Regions from separate parts of the Anas platyrhynchos genome. Here region 1 is linked to region 2. Evidence: chromatin contacts called from public Hi-C data. All regions are on one chromosome and are shown on one strand. The core of a region is the stretch at or near the end of the contact, and the rest is flanking DNA. Distances in the headings are between cores, read along the strand shown.

Region 1 (6,611 bases), core at 1,786-4,285, 170 kb before region 2:
TTATTTATTTATTTTACAGAGGATGTTTAATTTTTGGTGTTAAGCAATAACAGTAACTTCAAAACATTTCCAGGGGAGTTACTATTCTGTTGAAAACTGTTTTCCTCAATCACAAATACTTTGATTATGCAATTTCCAACCAGCTCTCCTGCTGAGCCAGAAAAGAAGCCAGGAGAAATAATACTTTCCAGCTGGAGTAATTGTTATTATTGTTTGTTCTGCACTTTCCCAGCTCCCATGGGAATAACAGGAAAGCTCGAAGCTGGACTTTCTTCTCCACCTTCTAAGTCTATGCCCCAGGTGTGGAACAGGGCTGGGAGCAAAATGAGCTGGTGCTTGGTTGCCAGCCACCCCCAGCTTGTGCCAGGTGTCTGCCTGTGGCACTGAAATGGCAAAGATACTGGTGCTGTTCTGTTCCCCACTCTGGGAAAGGATATAGCAGAGATGGAGAAAGTCCAGCCAGGGAAATGTAGGCTGACTTCCACATGACATGAGACTGTGGATGCCAAAGAGCATAGATGAATGGTGTGGAAAAGGTGGGCAGGGTGGCATTATGTTCTTCCTACTGTATGCAATCCTGTGATGAAATCATCAGTCAGCAGTTTTAACGATGGGAAGGAAATTTTCATGCCTGTATAATTAAATTGTGGAACTCCCTGCTGCTGGATCTCATGGAGGCCAAAACTAGAAATGAATGAAAAGGGGAGAGCAGACGTTCATGGAAGATCTCTTTCAGGAGCTGCTAAGCATGAGAGTTCAGAGGCAATGGTCTGGTTCAGGTGCAAGCCCCAAACTGACAGCTGCTACACAGATCTTGCCTTACACTTGCTTTGTTTCTTATATGTTTTGCCAAAGTATCTTCTAAGGATCACTGTAGGGAACACAACTCTAAGGGAATGGATTTGTTCTTCCCTAGGATGTCAATTCCTGCGTTGTTTAATGGAAATCCTGCTGCTGGTTAAACACCAGACTTTGGGAAAAAACATTTCTAAACCTCTTCCTTATCAGACACTGATGTGATGGAATCAATTTTATCCTCTCAGAAGAGCTTAGAAAAAATACTGTATTTACATGGGGTCTTTCTCCCCTTGGGGAACTCAGGAATTTCTGCTCTGAAACACATGCGTGCACATACTTGGACCAGACTTAAACCTCGGCGCCCTGAGGATTCTGAGCTGGGCTCAGCCTGTGATGAACGTGGTGCTGCTGTGTAGTTTTTGAAGGGTGTACATTCCTCTGATGTTCCCTGTATGAATATATGGAGTCCTTTAATTGGAGAACAGGAAAGAGAAAACTGTAGCTCTGGTTGAAATGCTTGATAGTGAAGTCTCTGTGTTCTTTGGGGATTAGGAGAGAATCACTGACATGTATTTCGAAGCCCTAATAAGCCCTTTTCTCTCTTTATTCACACTTCCCCTCCCCTTTTTCAGTGAGAAAAAACGCCTTGAAAAGTCAGAAAAGAGACTAATTTAGGCTGGGAAAATGTGTTTGTGCCCAGCCCTGTCAGGGTGATGGCTGCAGGGCAGCTCAGGCTGGGCTGTGTTTGGAGATGCTGAAGCTGGTCCATCTGCAGGAGGGTGAGCGAGCCCTTCTGCACAGAAGGGATGTACTTTCAAGGTGTATTTTGTTTTATTGCTCGTGTTTAAAGCTAAGCAATCTCTGGTGTAAAGCTAGCTTGTGTTCACTGCTAGCTGCAAGCTCCCAAATGGAAGAGCCGTGGGGCTGGCTTGAGCAGCCATCAGCTCCTGAGTTGCTGCCCCGGTCTGGCCTGGCAAGGGACAGCCATGGAGGGGACAGGGATGAGATGTGATCCTTTAGGAGGTGTGCAAGGGAAAAAGATGAAGTCAGAGCTGTCTGCATCCTATTTAAGTCCCAGCCTTGAGGTCGCTCACCCTGGAGCTCCTCTCAGTGGGAGCATGGGGCGAGTTTTCCACCAGCTGCAGGGCTCTTGCTGGATGCTGAAGCAGCAGCAGCAGCCATCTGTGTGCTGGGGATGGAGGGGCACCACCATGGGATGGGGTGTTGGCTGGGTTGCGGGGTGTCAGCTGAATTATAAGGTGCCAGCTGGGACATGGGGTACCAGCTACGATGTGTGCTGTGTGCTTAGGGGTGTCAGACGTGCCTGGGATTTGCAGAGAGAGGACCATGGAGTCCGTGAAAGGGGGCTGACGCGTGACAGCTGAGGGAGGTTAAATGAGGGATTCCCGTGCTGAGGTTTCCCTTCCTTCCAGGGGTCTTCGTGCATCGGTGCTGCCTTTAAACAAACAACCACTGCTGTTTTGCTGATGGCATGTGCGGATAGATCTGTAGCCAGTTTGTGTCTTTTAACAGTTGAAGGAAAATAAAAAAGGAAACATTAAAGCTTTTCCCACCTTGAAACCTGAAGAAATCCGCCTGCTCCAAACCAGAGAGGCGTGCATCACTAATATCCAGGGGAAAAAGGCTTGCCGTTTCTGTCTGAATTTTGCCTGCAGACCTGGGAATTGATCTCGTGCCATAAAAAGCAGTGAGTTTACCCATTGGCTTCAGTGGGAGCTGGTTCAGGCCCTGAGCACTTGGTGATGAGGGAAGGAGTGGGTGAATCTCTTGCAAAAACATCTTTGCTCTGACCTGTTTGGGTGTCTGGGTATGGGGAATTAGTAAAGAGGGGTTTGCAACACTTGGACGGAATAACCTGTCTTATTTGCTCAAGCTTTCCTCAGAACTGCAGTCCTCTTCATCACGGAGTCTTTTAGGATACCTAGATAGGTTTTGTTCAGTTCTTGTCCCCTGTGAAAAGAATGGATATAAAAAACATTAAGGTGTTAGTTAAAGGTTCGCCTATCTCAAAAAAATAGACATTTATTTAAAAATATTACTCAAAAATATAAAATGGCCAGTATCCCAGGTGTAAAAGCAATTCTTCTGGGTTTTAGGGGAATCAGAGTGGGCTTTGCAAGCTTTCAAGCCCAGGAAGGAGCCAGTGTGACAGCTCGGAGTGGTCTCCCAGTGCTGCAGGAGTGACCTTGATGACACTGTTTCATCGGTGTTCTCCCTGGGGTGGGAGCAGCGTGTTCTTGTTCTTGCTCCCGCTGAGGTTGGCATTGGGTTCACAAGCAGACAGTGTTCTCCAGTATTTCAAGATTAGTGGCCTGTCTTTTTTTTTTTTTTTTTTTTGGCTTTAAATCCAGTTTTGTGCCAAATGACACATTTAGGGGCAGTGCGGGAATGTTTTCAGCCAGCTCGGTCCCTGCCCTCCTGCTCCTCGCAGCCCCAAAAACCCGGCGGGGTGAGCACCCCCAGGCACTTCCCAACAGCCTGTGTGTGGTTCACCGGGATAAACCCGCGAGCAGGGCTGAAAAACCCGAAAAACTGGGAAAAAATCAAAAAGAGCCGAGGCGCGGGGGCGATGTCGGCTGGGCGGGCGCTGCCCGGCAGAGGGCACTCGGAGCCCGGCCCTGTCGTGGGTGGAAAATCCCAAATCGCCCAGTGAAGGCAGCGAGCCCCCCGCCCCGAAGCAGATAGCAAACGGAAAGGACGCCGGGGAAGTGTTAATTACCCGCAGAAACACTCGGGGAATGTTGCTTTAATCAGGGCAAAGATGAATGCTAGTGCGAGCGGTTGTGCAAGCTCTTCCAGCCAGCAACTGGCCTTGCTTTTCTTCTTTTTCTTTTAAAAATACGGTGGGTTACCACTCTAAACTACACGGCTGGTTATCCTCGGCAGGGAGGGTGCTTATGCAAAACTCATCTCAATTTATTCTGCTATAGTAATTAGGCAGAACTCCGTTCCTTGCAATATTTGATACTTCCTCGGTAACTTTATCCAGGGGAGGATATTCTTGTATTTCTGTTCACTCAAAAGCAGAGCACACACCTGAGGCAACAACTAACAGCGTCCCACGGCAAGAAAAGTGTTGTCACCAACTGTTTCAAGCCATGCAGAGGGGTTGGCTTGGATTCACCCATTTGCAAGAAAAAGCTGCTTTTTGTTGTTATATTATAGGCTGCTTTTTGTTGTTATATTATAGGCAAGCTTTCCACCCCTAGTTTCTCTCCATATTCTAGCTGCTGAGCTTGTGCTTTTGGCAATAAAATCCAATTCCACTCCATCTGGAGCCTTAAATCTCCCAATTCCCTCTTTATTCCAGATGCAGAGAGGGTGGTAGTTGCAACTAATGTGTGAGGAGTTGGAATACTTTTTTTTTCTTTCTGAGAGGTGGAAAAATCACTGATGAGTCCAGGACAGAAATCACTGCTCCTAAGTTCTTGCTGCCCTACAGCATCCCCTGTGTTTCCTTCCAGCAAGAGCCAGGAAACCCTAAAGCACTTCAGCTTGGGGTGTCGGATACCCTCTGTGCTTCTTCCATGAATTATCCTCCAGGATTAGGGTAAAACTTGAATTAAGCACGGCTTGGGGGTGGTGGAGGAGGGAACCCCTTTCCCCTGCACCAATTTGCCCGGCGGCTGAAGCCCTGTGCGGTGGCTGGTCCCCAGCAGGCAACGCAGAGGTATCTGGAATCTGGGGGATATTTCCTATTAGATTTGTTTAATAGTTTTGAGGTTGGTTAAATATGGAGTGACAAATTAATTCCAACTTAACTACTTCCCTCTCGGTCTTCCTGCCTCTTGCAGCTCCCCTGTTGCCCCGCTAAGCGAGACCAGCTGGCGGGATCAGGTTGGTTTGGCAGCTGCGATGGGTTTGTGTGCTGGTGGGTCTGTTCTCTGCCTGTTGGCTCCGTGCATGCCCATGTGCCATCTTCCAAGGAGCAGGGACAGAGGGGAAAATCCACCTATCTGAGGCTGGAGGATCTTTTCATCAAGCCCCTTTGAAAGGGTAAATACTTAGGGCTTTATTAAAAGGTTGGTCCAGACACCAGCTGCTGTGCCCAACCTGTAACCTCCCAGTGGGGGTGCTTAGCCCCTGCTCCAGGGCACACTCACCATTTTTAACCCTTTAGCAACTGGGTATCACCCAGGTGCACTGTGTGACCCCTGCAGCACCTGGGGTCCCTTTGCTTGTGGATCACAGCCGAGAGCAGGGATTTAGGGTCCAGACCCAGGGAGCCCCTCCTTGGGCAGGGTTCGGTGGCAGTCTCTCAGGTGATCAAGAGAGAGGGCCCCTGGGGAGTGGGGAATGAGATGAGGAGCAGGGAGCTGCTCTCCTGCAAGGCGTTTTGCTGTGTCTCTACCCTTAGCACCCTTGTGTTGTCAGCGCTGGCTGGGGCAGAGGGCAGGAGGAGAACTGCTAAAAGCCTGCCTTGGACTGAGCCAGGCTTTCAGTGAGGTTTAGGGCTGTGTTTCATGTTCTTCCTGGGCTCCCACAGCCTTTCTGTGTTTGCAGAGCTGTGTCTGGCCAGGTGCAGCTCCTGGCTCTGCTGTGGGGAGCAGAGCATAGGAAGGGGCAGGAGGTAGTGCTGGGCAGACACCCACCTCCACACCAACACTGCAAACTCTCCCACCTGAATATACCACTTCTAAGAGGGCATTCGTGCTGCCTGCATGTAGTGTATGTGCTCTGTAAGTAGGCAACGAGTTACATCTGCCTTTAGCTTCTCAATAGCTGCAAGAGAAGCCAAGAATCTGAACACAGTTCAACACCTGGGGATGCTTCTTTGTCCTGATGCTGGACCCCAATACATTTTTTGCAGCTTTGTACAGAGGTGTGACAACAACAGGTTTTATTTCCCTTACAGTAACCCATCTATCCATGGGTTCATCCTGATACTGCTAACTTGGTTTCTCTGGTGGACTGGAGGGAGTTTGGGGATGGGGTGGTCTTCATCAAGGTGGTTTGGTGGCCTGGCACTCACAGAGCAGCTGGGACCCGAGCTCTTGGGGCAGTGGTGGGAAGCAGCACAAATTTGCTTAGATTTTGTAGGTGTGGGGGCACAGGTTTGAATTATGACACAGCTGCTAAGTAGCTCTGTTGGGGTTTTATTATGATGACGATGATTTTTTTTGACAGCAGACTGTATGTAAGAGACACAGAACATGGCAAGGGTGGCACAGGAGGTCAGTAGTGAGCCCCCAGATGGTCCCCCACTTCTGACTGGAGGGGATGACGCATCAAACTACATAAATAAGCTAAGGCAGATGAGCAATAGCAATGGTTTGCAATGGACCCTTTCTGGCTATGCCTTCTGGATGCCCCCAGGTTGGACTCACAGCTGTAGGAATTGCTCTGGAAAGGCTGATTGTCACAACCCAGCTGCCTTCCTTTAATGAGAAACCACCTGAGGCTGACTCATTTTGTCCAGCCTGATAGTTGTAGGCTGGAACCGATTAAATCCTACGGACACTGGGAAACACCAAGAGTGTTGCTGCCACATCGGGAAGCAGTTTTTGGCCTTCATGTGCACACTGTGATTCCTCTCAGCAAGTGCTGCTGAGCACAGTCCTGCTCAATGGCCCTTCCTCCATCGGATGCTCTACTCCCTATTTCCCAGGTCCTTTGCTCCATCTGTTTGCTTTTCTGTGATGTAACACGTAGCATTCTTTACCTGCCGTTATCCTGCTGGTCATCTTTTTACTTAACCCGCAAATACCAAGGGCTAAATCTTCAGAAAGAAGCACATCAGACTGGCTTTATATCCTTGGTGGATCTGGATTCATTCTTTTATTAAAACAACA
Region 2 (6,587 bases), core at 3,878-6,377:
GAGTTGTGTTATGTTTACTGAGCTTATGGGACATAAAGGTTCAGTAGATCCACTCGTGTATTCACAGCAACACAGCGATGCTCCTGGAGCACCTCGCAGGGACCGCTGGTTTAGCACAGCCTGGTGCCGCGATGCTGCCGTGAGCTCAATATTTGGGCAGTGCAGATTCCCCCCATCCATGGGACACCGCACCCAAAACCTGCTGAGCTGCAGGAACCAAACGGCCCCATCCAAAATAAGGACATTTCCTCTCCTCATTCACAGTAACAGCCCCGATCCTCTCCAAGACGCTGAAGCCCCACAGGCGCTGCTCCTCACTGGTCCTTTGGGCACACATTCCTGGAGCAAAGGGATCAACCTCCATAGGGTTAAGCCCCACACACACGAGGATTTTGGGGAACACGGTTTGTTGGCTTTCAGCTGGTGTCCCTGAAGCCCCAGGTCTTTCAAGAATTCGATGCCCAACCCAAGCAGCACGGTGGCTAACAGGAGCTGAACATCCCAGCACCAGCAGCAGAGCAGAGCATCCTCCTGGCCACCCCAAAGGGACACGCTGCGGGGTCAGATCCTGAGACTTGCCCCCAGCATGGGGCCTCCCATCCCCTGCTAGGACACCTGGAGGAATTTCCTATCCCCACCACATCCCTGTAACCCCGTAAGCCCAGAAGAGCTCAGTTCAAGGAAAGCAACGCCTGCGTGGGTCTGTCTTAGGGTGGCACTCTGTAGGGTTTACGTGGAGATGGATTTTTATCCTTGTAAATCCACAGGGGAAGCCAACGCTTCTGCACCCCTTCCCTCTCCCTGGAACAGCCAGGGCACCACATTTCACCTGCTCTGATTTCGCTACGGAGAGGAAAAAACTGAAGGCCAGAAAGCGCAGAGCCACCCCCTAACTAAACGCTGCACAAGTCAACAGCCCCCGAACAAAACCAACGCAGCGAGATACGGGCAGGACCCGCGCTACCCTCTCGCCACGTTCATAAATCACAGCCCCGCTGAGAGGTCTTTTGTGTTTCTCCCCCAAGACCTAAATTAATGCCCTAATGTGCGTGCCTGCACAGGCAGGTAACCAGTCACACCGATAATGCTGCCTTTTGTTCGGCGCCCGTGCGAGCGGCCTCCCATTTGCACAGGGAGGGCTCTGCTCGCCTCCTCCACACACACGGCCCCCACGAAGCCCGGCCCTCCTGCGATTAGGAGCAAAGCCCCCGATAAAGCCCCTTGCTGCCCGGGAGGCACCCTCAGTGATCCGTCCCTCTGTGGGGTGGGACACACTGGATGGGGTGGGCAAAATGACCCAAAAGGGGCGAGTGCTGGTGGCAGCTGCGTGAGCTCTGCTCCTCTTCCTCACCATGGGGACAGCAAAGCAGAGAAAGGAGAGAAGCTGCTCTGTTCATCCAGAGCTCTCCTCCAGGCACAGGGAGTCCTCGGAGCATCCTCCACGGAGCAGCTCGGCCCCTGTGCAGCCTGCAGGAGTGTAGGTCGTGGGGTGGCAAGGCCAGGACAGGCTTCAGAGCAGCCCGAGGACAGACATACATCTACCTAAAGGGCTGCAGGTCTTTAAAAAGCCGCACGACATCTCCAGGAATCCACCTTCTGTGCCTAATGGGATACTGTGGGCAGAAGATAAGTGAGCAGCACTTGGAAACAACAGCTCACAAAGCAGCCAGCTTTCCATTTGTACCATCAACCCTTCAAGAAGTTATTTTTTCTGTCCTTTTTGATATAGCCGTGTACGTGTGCATGCTCGTAACATGGTCCGAGCGATGCTGGGAAGCTGCTGCCAGCCCCAGCCGTGTGCCTCTGACGGTTCTTCAGCAGCACCTGAACCACCGGGGGCTGGCACTGGGGATCCCCCACAACTGCTTCAAGGGAACGGGACTGCTTCAAAGGTAACAGGACCCGCTGTGACCGTCAGAGGACAGGTGACCATCCCGCTGGTACTGCAGCGATGAACAAACTCAGAGCAGTTACACAGGACAGTGCCAACCAAGCAAGCACACCCCACACTCACAGGGCCCAGCTCTCCTGCTCCCTGCTGTCCAGCAGCAGCTCCCATTTCTAACACGTTTTGACATCCTCACAGGATGGCGCAGACCTGCTCCAAACCATTTCTACCTCACAGCAGATGGGGACAGGGCGGCGCGGGCCCCCCAGCTCCAGCTGGCCCTGTCGAGTCCTTCAAGAACCCTAAATTGGTTTAGGCTTACTCCACACCGAGCCACCCGAGCCATTTCCCGAGGTCTCCTGCCTCCATCCCAGCCCTAGCAGCTGATCCTTGCTAAAGGAGGTGAGGCTTGCAGTGGGCACAGGGCGGGTGGCACCGACGTGACCGCAGCCGGCGGCCATCTGGCCACGGGCCTGGTCAGCGCAGCCCGCCTCAGGGCGAGCTGTGTGTGCCACAGCAGGCCTGGATCACACCGGTGATCCTCTCAGCACTGATCCCTAAACGCATCTGAACACAAATGGGATTGCTGCCTCACCTCGTGCCTTAATGGATTTGCCGTGACAGCCGTTAAGGTGTAGCCGGGGCCTGGGGGATGAAGCTCTTGTAAACAGAGCAGGCTGTGAGGGACAACACGTGTCCAAAATGGGATCCTCCTCCCACAGCGTCTCCAGTCGGGCCAGTGGGGCCCTCCTCAGTGCCTCCCCACCCCTCTCACCCCTCTCAGCAAACACCGGAGACAGACAATGAAATTAAATTCCAGGCTGAGAGAGGAACGTGCCCACGGAGGTACTGGATGCGGCGGTGCCGCCGTGCCACGAGGTGGGTCCCGGCGGCGCTGTGGAGCCCAGGGCAGAGCAGGAGGAAACACAAACAGCCCTGGGAAGAAGAGAGATTCCCAGTGGAGCAGGGAGACAGGCTCCAATTAGGGGAACAAGAAGGAGCAGGTCTGGTTGCAGCCGCCCCTCCTGCCCCAGTCATTACGTGGGATGGAGGTTGGTCACCAGCAGGCAGCCAAGCGCAGTCGAGGGCTCCTTAAAGAGCAGACTCAGCTGGTGGAGATGCTCTGCTGCGAGTACAGCAGATGCAAAGCACTACTTCTAATTAAAAAGGTATTCCCATAATTAGAGACTGCGCGTTGCCATACCGATAATTTGATCTCGTCCAACACACTCGCTCGGGCTGGGTTTGGGAGGGTTCTCCCTGCTGAGAGCTCGGTCCTTGCCTCGTAACCCTGCCTGCTTCACACCCTGCTGGCTCCGAGGGCAGGTTTGCAGCTACGGTGGCAACCAGAGAGGACCTCGTGGGGCAGAATCACCACGCCAAAACCCAACATCTGCCTCCAGCATTCCCGAAAGGAGCAGGTCCACCCCAGCAGAAAGGTCCTGGAGAAATGCATGCACAAACCAACCCTGCTATGAGCTGCTACGAGCCCATCTCCTTCCGAAGCCGGCTGCAGGGCCGAATTATCCCCCGGTCCGCCAGCCCCTCGGCACAAAGAGCCCAGTGGGCTGGTATGCTGAGGCCTTGGAGCACAACCCAAGTGAAATGACTTTTCCCTGAACACCGAGGAGTCTGAATGAGCGCCATTGTCATTCAGATGAAACCGAGTGTCAGATTAACAAATCAATGGGCATAAGAGATATAAAATGGGTTACCATTGAAGACTTTCAAATACCCAAACATATGGATGAACCAAATGTGAATTGTAATTGACTCACCCGCACCTTTGATCTCTACACCCTTGGGTTCCCAAAGAGACAGCCGGGCCCCCTCGGACCAGGACTGAAGTAATTCGGGACTCCATTGTGAGCCCTCACAAAGCCCCTTCTTGCTGCCTCCAGCTCCTGGAGGTAGACACAGCCCGGTGCCTGCAAACTGAGCCAAGCCACTTCTGTCCCAGAGAGCCACGGAGCTGGGGAAGGGCGAGCTCAGCACCCAAATGCAACCTCGTCACCCCCGGCACCTCTTCCCACCAGCCCCGGTGGTGGCCACCAGCAGAGGGGTCCATGTGGCCGTGCACCAGCAGGTGCCGTGGTGCAGCAGCAGAAGGGAAGCAAGGTGTGCAGCAATGCTGCTGCCCTTCTCCTGGAGCTGGCTGTGGGGCCTGGTGGGGTTTTTTGAGGATTCCCCTGTACAAAGCCAAGGATCAGACTCGATGGACGTGTGTGGTGTACTCATGTCCTTCAAAACCCAGCCTGATCTGCCTGTGCTGAAAGTTGGCTCAGCACCTGACAGCACAGACAGCCTCAGCCTGATGAAGAGACACAGCTTTTAGTTTTCCTGGGATGTTTCTGCAGCTCCATCAAAAATAACCCGCGGTATGAACTCAGCCTTACCCCTAAATGTTTACTTTTGGGGTTTTCAATGAGTTTTGTCCCTTTCTGGATATATATAAGGGTTTAGAAATAAAAAGAGCATCGGTTTTGGTACTGTCCAAATCTCAGCCCTGCTGGAGTCACCCAGCAAGCGCTTGTTTGGCTCCAATCTCATGCCTCGTTACAAACTTCAGGTTGCTGAAGCTTTTCCAGGAAACCCGGCCTGGCTCACGCCTCCACCTCCACTCCAAACCCCACGGAAACCAGTTTTCCACGGAGCGCTTCTCCCATCACCACAGGGAGAAATAAAAACTTATGCAAGTGGGTTATTGCTGCACTGAGCCTCGCAGCAACAGGAGTCCTGCAACGCCCGTTGCTGAAGGCGAATCCCCGAATCCCAGCATCCTTCCCAGTAGAGGCATGGATGGGGAAGGCAGAGATGCCGCACACGCCCCTTCCTCCAGCACCACAAGACTGGGATCGATGGGGGAACTGGGCGAGGTGGGGAGCTCAGGAGCAGGCAGGCTTGGCTCTGTCCCCATGGTTTTTCGGATCAGCCCCAGCCCTGCAGCTGCTCACCACAACTGGTGACCCGTGCTGGGACGGCCGAGCATGACAACTGCAGGGCTCGCCGCGGAGAAACCGAGCGAGGCAACAGCCACGGCGAGGAAGGCGGGTGAGAGGAAACTCCCGCGCTCCTAATCTGCTTTAGGACCGCGTGAGCTCGCTGTTTATATATAGCTTAATTAATTATTACACTGCATTTAGCAGCCTGACCTTGAAACCGTCTCTGGGGGGAGCCACGGTGCAGCGAGGGCGGGTGGCCGAGGCGTCGGGGTGCGCCGAGACACCGGGCTGGGCCGCTCCTCCCCGCGCCGAGCTGGCCGGGCAGCGCCGCGCCAGCCTGTAATTAAGAGGCTTCGGAGCAGACAGCAGCTCCCGGCCCCTCTCGGCTCGCAGCAAACCCAGCGTGAAACACTAACCTGCTATTCCACTTCTGCTTTGGCACGGCCCGGATCTTCTCCCGAGGTTTCGCTCGCTGCTCAGCACCCCCTGGCAGCTACTCCCTCCGCTTTACAGAACCCCGTGCAGACAGCCCAGGGCTTGTTAGATAGCAGAGCTGCTGAGGAGGGAATTTCAAGAACAGGAACAACTCCACGCTTTGCATTAAGCTGCAGCAAGCTTGTGCATGGCCCTGGGAGAGATGGCAGGAGGTGGGATCCGCTGATCCCCCCCGTCCCCATCCATCTCCTCCAGCAGGGGCGATGCTCCGGCTGCTTGGCTGTTGCGTGGCTCAGCTCGCAGTGATGCCACCCAGAGCCACGGCGGTGCCAGGGCAAACGCTTGGGGATGTTCAGATGCTCACAAACCCATTTGGGCTCCAATTTGTGGGCACTCAGGGGTCGGATCCCAGAGGCACTGTGTTGAGCATCCTTTGCACAGGGACATGGGGCAGGGGGAGCTGCTGGGGCCCCTGCAGCTCCCCCATCCTCACGAATGAGCCAGCTCAGGACACCGCTGGCACTGACGGGCTGTGACACACCTGCTGTTTACTCCAACACCTCCCGCGCTCCTTCCAAGCCTAATACATCTTTAAAATATAAGCTGTGTGAGTGCCAGAGCTGCAGGCTGTGCCAGTTTTTAAACAAATATTTAATAGCCCGATGAAGAGGCAGGAACTTGATGAACACAGCACCGGGGTTTTGTCCTCCCCCTAGTGTCGGGAAGGTCTCGGCAGCGCCAGGCTCAGCCCCCTGCACATCAACAGGAGGAACCCAAAATCCTGCTGCGATCCCAACCTCAGCGCCGTGCCAACACGCTCTGCTTTTCCTGCCTTCAGCCATCCTCCCACCACCTCTCAGCACTTCTCCAATGACTTCCTCCTCCTCCACCAGCGCGCCGCTGGCTGTCCCGTTTTCCGACACGTTTGGGTTCGGTGCCTCGGAGGGGCTGGAACACAGAGCTGCTTTCTGGGGGCTTTCGCAAAGTTAATCACTGGGACGGATTTTGCCCAAGAGGACGCACGTGCTGCTGGAGAAATGTTTTCTGAATTCACCATCGCATGGATGCATGCTGGGGGCCTGATCCTGTTTGGGCAGCATCGAACACAGGGAAATTTCAATGGTGGGTTTTCAGAAGCCCCCACAGCACCCCCTGAGCTGGCTGGGTTACAGCCCTGACCTCGTGAATTTTAGCAGCAAGGTGGCTGCAGGGTGGCCCCAGGCTGGCCTTACGAGCGGGAACCTCTGCCCCAAGCTGTAGGAAGTCACCTGGAGAACAGGGGTAACCGGTTGGCACAAAATCATTTTGGGGTCAGATGCCCC

The links. Hi-C and Micro-C count contacts between places; a contact is called where the count stands out from the background.
Region 1: a Hi-C map of F5 follicle shows a contact between it and region 2, with 3 times the contacts expected there. The contact joins two enhancer-like sites. A contact is called at or near these places in 3 of 8 Hi-C or Micro-C datasets (F5 follicle, liver and skeletal muscle).

Annotation. Positions count from the first base shown.
Region 1 is chr19:10,268,070-10,274,680 of IASCAAS_PekinDuck_T2T, reverse strand. All of the region lies in intron 2 of LOC110353853 (a long non-coding RNA gene), which reads left to right. Among named protein-coding and RNA genes, the nearest start is that of PMP22, 120 kb to the left of the region's middle. Within about 2 kb of position 3,035, at least 3 of the 8 cell types and tissues checked have an H3K27ac peak or open chromatin away from gene starts, as enhancers often do. A contact at or near this core is called in F5 follicle, where this site is marked.
Region 2 is chr19:10,095,376-10,101,962 of IASCAAS_PekinDuck_T2T, reverse strand. All of the region lies in intron 1 of LOC101793969 (heparan sulfate glucosamine 3-O-sulfotransferase 3B1), which reads right to left. Among named protein-coding and RNA genes, the nearest start is that of COX10, 120 kb to the right of the region's middle. Within about 2 kb of position 5,127, at least 5 of the 8 cell types and tissues checked have an H3K27ac peak or open chromatin away from gene starts, as enhancers often do. A contact at or near this core is called in F5 follicle, where this site is marked.